Regions from separate parts of the Hordeum vulgare genome. Here region 2 is linked to region 1. Evidence: chromatin contacts called from public Hi-C data. All regions are on one chromosome and are shown on one strand. Each heading gives the region's core, a stretch centred on a gene start, on an enhancer-like site or on the middle of the called end of the contact. The rest is flanking DNA. Distances are from core to core; before and after follow the strand shown.

The links. Hi-C and Micro-C count contacts between places; a contact is called where the count stands out from the background.
Region 2: a Hi-C map of seedling shows a contact between it and region 1, with 1.7 times the contacts expected there. The contact joins the promoter of LOC123430281 here to the promoter of LOC123426723 in region 1. A contact is called at or near these places in 2 of 6 Hi-C or Micro-C datasets (leaf and seedling).

The regions. Positions count from the first base shown.
Region 1 is chr2H:474,839,546-474,842,343 of MorexV3_pseudomolecules_assembly, forward strand. LOC123426723 (ribonuclease P protein subunit p25-like protein) reads right to left here and starts at 1,284. Exons shown (of 7, transcript XM_045110595.1): 1 at 994-1,284; 2 at 274-354; 3 at 3-91. The coding sequence starts at 1,116.
Region 2 is chr2H:475,235,084-475,237,925 of MorexV3_pseudomolecules_assembly, forward strand. It overlaps LOC123430281 (ethylene-responsive transcription factor WIN1-like), which reads right to left and starts at 1,336. Exons shown (of 1, transcript XM_045114155.1): 1 at 1-1,336. The coding sequence starts at 1,056. The coding sequence ends at 271.

The DNA of each region.
Region 1 (2,798 bases), core at 34-2,533:
ACACATTAAGGCCTTCCTCCAACGGTTCCCAGGTGTCAGTTATATTGATTGATTCGATTGAGTTATTCTGATGGAGTCCAGCAATCCTTCTCTGCTCAGATGTAGCATAAAAATGTTAACTTGATATAACTGCAAGGTGTATCAAGTACTCCCTCCGTCTCAAAATAACTGTCTCAACTTTGTACTAGCGCTAGTATAAAATTGTACTAAGGTTAAGACACTTATTTTGAGACGGAGGAAGTAGTATTTACTAGCAATTTGAACTAGTTCTACCTTGAGAAGCTCCACAATGGCCACTGTCTTGTTGATAGCCCTTCCCATAGCCTTTATAACAATTTCATCCGTAGCTTCTTCCTGTTAAGGGACAGAAAGTGCTTTAGGTACTTAATAAAATACATAGATATGCCCAAGGTTATCGTTATAAAATTTCAAAGAGCAATGGGCACAAATTCAAGCAAGGAAGACACTCACCCACTCAACCACAAGACAACCTAATGACTATTGAATCTTACTGGCATAGTATAGATCCACACACATAAAAAACAGTAATACTAGTAATGATGATCACAAAATTAATAGCATCCTGGTGCACAACGGTAGCAAACTCGAATCGAGTATCAGGTAGTATAGCTAATCAGTAGATTCCTAAAAAGTTGCATATCAAGCATAATCCCTAGACATCCATTCCATCAACAACAACAATAAACAAACCATCGTACGGAAAGCGGTCCCTTCCGTTAGTAGTACACAATATCATAGCGAACACTACTAGTCAAACCAGCGCCTATAGCACGATAACGAATCGCAAGAGCATTCGAACAGTAAACCTTTGCGATTGGATGCCCTAATCACCTAACCAACATCGGGACTGAACCCGTACTAAACCCTAACCAAAAATCGCCGGGCAGAAAAAAAAAGGAAAAACGGCCTCCCGCTCGCTAGAACCGACGGCCGCGAGCGGATGGGGACGACAGGCAAGGCGGCGCTCGTTACCTGGAGCAGGGCGAGGGCGTAGGTGATGTAGTTGCGGGTGCGGCCCTGCGCCGTGATGCGGATCTCGTTGGCGCCGATGGGCGCCTCCTCCCGCGGCTTCTCGACCCTCTGGTAGCGATCCATGGGCGCTCCTCCTCCTCAACCTTGTTCGCCGACGCGCAGACGCGAATCCCTCTCGCTAGCTCAGAATACGACGGGTGCTCTGTGGTTGCGGTCGGTGGGGATAGTCGCGGTGGCTGATATAGGAGGGAGGAGGAGAAGCAAGCGGAGACGGATAGGGTAGGGTTTGTTCGCGTGGGGTGGCCTGGTCCGACAGGGACCCGGTTTTGGGTGTCCGGGCCCGGCACGCTCGGTCGGCGTGCTGCGTTGGGTGTGTGGCTCCTTGGTCCGCGTCGGGGGGATCTGGACCGTCGGTTCTGCGATCGGATGGTGACGATGGTGGTCAGAGAGGGATTTGTCCCTTTCTGGACATGGACAGTATATGACGCGTGTTTGTTCGTGTGATCTGTGGGCTCATCCAACATCTTGTGGGCAGCGAGTATTTCTTTTCTTTTCTTTTCTTTCTGGATTTGGAAAAGAGAGTTTTATTTCAGTTTGTACAAACGTGCCTGAGGCAAGAGATCATCAATTTGTACAAGCGTGAGTCAAACACATCATTTCAAGTCTAGTGCGGTCAGGGTATCTCCAAAGGTGATACTTGTTTGTATCGGTCCGTTCAGACCATTGTTTTTAGTAAGGGCACTGCTCTGCTTCGGCGTGTCCCCAAACTTTCGGCCCACCGCGCGCGGGCCGCACGATCCACCAACTCACACGCGTCCGCATCATTGAATCTCCATGCAACATTTTTTTTTCGATGCAGTAAAATTTTAACGCAATGCAATAATTTTTTCAACGCTTGCAAAAAAAAAAAAAATTATAGCAAAAAATATATCTACGTGATCGTAGCAAAAAAAAAGCTGATGGTGCGTGGTAGCAAAAGTCAAACGCCGGTTGTAACAAATATCTACGTGAACGTCTATGTAACTTTTTTAGTAAACGGTTGCAACAAAAAAAGACGTCGTTGGAGCAAAAATTAACACGGTTGTAATAACAAAAGTAAAAAAAAAATCGATTGTAACGAAAAATCCGACGAACTGGAGTTGCAATCAAACGTATATGCAGCTTTTTTTACTGGACAAATGTAGGAAAAAATGCTTGCAGCAAAAATGACGCTGGTTGCAACAAATTTACACTTGAAAAAAAGCTGCATGGAAAACGTTTGTATCAGAAAAATACACGGTTGCAGCAATTTTGATGAAAAAATGTTGCAAGCATCTGCCAGCGAGGCGTGCGGCCCGCGCGCGACCGGCCGAACGATTCGGCCGGCGCGCCGGATGGAAACGTTTACCTTTTAGTAAACGTGGAGATTTACACGAGTCCGAACACGATAAACATGAGACTCTAACTCCCTGGCTCATCAAAAAAGAAGGCGGAGATCGTGTTTTATTAAATTGTATTATTTCCGCGTTAAAATCTTCCACTCTCTTTTTTCATCTCGAGCCGTTTTTCATCTAATTCTTGTCCTTTTCACTCACCCTCTTTTTTCTTCCGCCACCGATGCATGAAACCGGAGGAAAACCTGTCGGAGATGAAGGTGACGGAGGATCCAAGCATCGTGCTCCCCCCAAAGGTCGGCTCGGCTACACGGCAAACTCACCGCGTCAAAGCGAAAGCCGCAAAGGAGAAGAAGCTCAAGAAGCTAATGGTCGTCGGTGGTCGGTGGGCATGCTCGCATCGGGCGTGGTGGTCGTGGCAGACGTCACGGT
Region 2 (2,842 bases), core at 86-2,585, 400 kb after region 1:
GCATGGCACTAGAAGAATGTTTTTACTAAAAGAAAATCTAAACCTTCGTCCTTAGTTGCTTCCTGATGAACGCAATTGAACCCAAAGTTCCACATCTCTCGGCCCTGGCTCGTCTTAATCCCCGTCCAAGAAAGTGACCTTCGCCGGGCCCCCAACCACCATCACGATCTGCGGTAGTACGACGCGCTCCGAAAGGCGGGAATTTCGTCGGTCTTCTCCTTTTGCTCGTTTATTATGAGGCAGGAATGAGGTTGATAACCTTTGGCTTGGCTAGTAACCCCTATGCGAAGAGCTCTCACTGCTCTGCTTCAAGCCGCTACCGCAATGAAACAGAGGAGCGGAGGCGGGTCCGGCCCCGGCGAGCGACGTGCTCGACGCAGACGACGTCGGCGACGTTCCGATGCTCCACGACCCCAGGAACCGTCCGTTCCCGTCGCTGCCCAGGAGCCGGCCCATCACGTTGCTCGGCTCCGGCTCCGCGAGGATCTTGGAGTAGTCCATGTAGTCCATGACGTCGCCGTCCTGCGACTCGAGCAGCGCGGCCGGCTTCGAGGACGCCGCCGCGGCGGCCGTGGCCGCGTCCCTGGCGCGACGCGCGGTGGCGGCCGCGCCGTCCTCGGGGAAGTTGAGCTTGGCGCGGCTCCCGCGGAAGCGGAGCGCGGCGGCGTCGTACGCGCGCGCCGCGTCCTCAGCGGTGGCGAACGTGCCAAGCCACACTCGCGCCGCCTTCTGCGGGTCACGGATCTCAGCCGCCCATTTGCCCCACGGCCGCCGCCTCACGCCGCGATACTTGCGCGGCGGCGGCTCTGTTCCTTGGGACGACGTCGACGCGCCGAGCTGCTGGACGCCCGGGCGGCACGGCATGACCAGCGGCGGCGAGGGCCCCGGCGGGCCGCGGCCGCTGGCGATGACGTGCGTGAGGGCGGACACGATCGCCGCGGTCTCAGCCTGCTCCGAGAGCGCCCCTGCCGCCGGCAACGTGGTGGGCGGGGTCAGCATTGCTCCGGAGGTTCGCACGCGTTCAGACACACACATCAGGTTTTGCAGGGGAAGCATGTCGGGTGCAATTTATACTCCCCGTTCCTCAAAACCTCGACGCGATCAACCAAGGCACCGCGGAAGAAGAAGCAAACTCGGATTAAGCCAGCAATCGCTTATATTAGTCTAAATAAGCAGCCATTAAACCAGTGCAGCGGAGGCAAATCGGGCTTCATCATGAAAGTGCAATAAATAAAGGGAGCGTCAAGCGAAGCGAAACCGACTTAGGGAAGCACTGCACTGCTCTGCTTAACAGCTAAGGATCCGGACTTCGAGAGGGTTGGGCGCTTGGCCTCTTCTTCCCGCTCGCTCCGCGAGAAAAACTTTAACTGAAACTTTTTCTTTGGAACCGCGTGTTCATGGCGCCCTTGGACGGTTGCTCTTTTTACGGTTGGAGACAGCCAACGGATATTATGACTTGAGTTTGAGCTTTGACCCCTTCTACTAGAAGTCAGAAGGTGACGGAGGGCAGATAAAAAGAAAATGACGGAGGAAAGGTAGAAATACGTCAGCAAGCTCACAACAATCGTTTCCTCATTCATTTTTGGCACCTTCTAGGGTCGGACCCACTCACCGCAAGTACTAGTAGGATTAATTAGGGTTGGCAATGGATATGCATTACTCTTACTCATACATCATGTGGGTAAAAAACCATACGAGAGTAAGAATATGATAAAAAAGTTACACATGGTTATATAAATAAATAAAATCTGAAACATCGAATAGAGTGGATACGCGTATGAGATTATAACGCATACCCATATACCTATGTATCCATGTAAAATCTATGTGAACTCAAATGATCTCTATAGCAAACACTTTGTAGTGAATTTGTGATGTTGTTTTGTTGTGTTGTTGTTCACGAGAAAGTGATGTTCTTTATTAAATATGTGTTTTTGTTGTAATCAGTTGTTATAGATTATGATTATATGTTGTTGTTTATGACCATGAGTTGCTCAATTTGATACTTTGCAAACATGGATAAATTTATCTACAGATACCCGTCTATCCTAATATAACGAAAAATTATACCTATTAACGGATATGGATAAGGATGATGAGTAAGCTCAGAAAGGACGACTAAAGGTATGAGGCGGCTACACCCGTATACAAACCCCGCGGGTGCCATCCCTAATCTAGACTCATCGTAGCATTCAAAGCGAAGATTATTTATAACCATCAGTTCAACTTTTGGTATGTATGCAATATTTTAATGCAGAAATGGAAAGAATATAACAAGTGGCTATAGGATTGTTCATTACAAATATTGTTTGCAACCCCATTCACTAATACTCTTTCCGTTTCAAATTTTTTGCCTTAGCTTTGTTTAGGAACGGAAGAATCTAAATACTAAAACGTGATTAGATGCATTTATATATAGACAAATCTAAGTCAAAAATTTTGGGATGGAGGGAGTATTAAACTAAAAGCCAACACTATTCAGTCCGATTGTAGCAATTTCGATAAACTTGAAAGTTGATTCTTTTTTTTGCGGAAATGACCCCAGACTACATTGAAAATGACCAGTGATACAGAAACCCCCACGGAATAAAGAAACCACAACCAGCGCCCGAAGGATCCAACCATCGTGAGCTGAAAACAAATCTTGATTAAACGGTTTGCCAAAAAATTATGAAACATTGGCCGTCCATCTCAGCAAACTATTTATGATTAGGTAGGTCGTTGCGCATAACAAAAATGAATTCTTAAAATTTAAGAATTCATTTTTGTTATGCGCAACGACCTACCTAATTAGGGGTGGTTTTGTAAAACATACTCTACGGGGCTAAGAAATGTAGACATG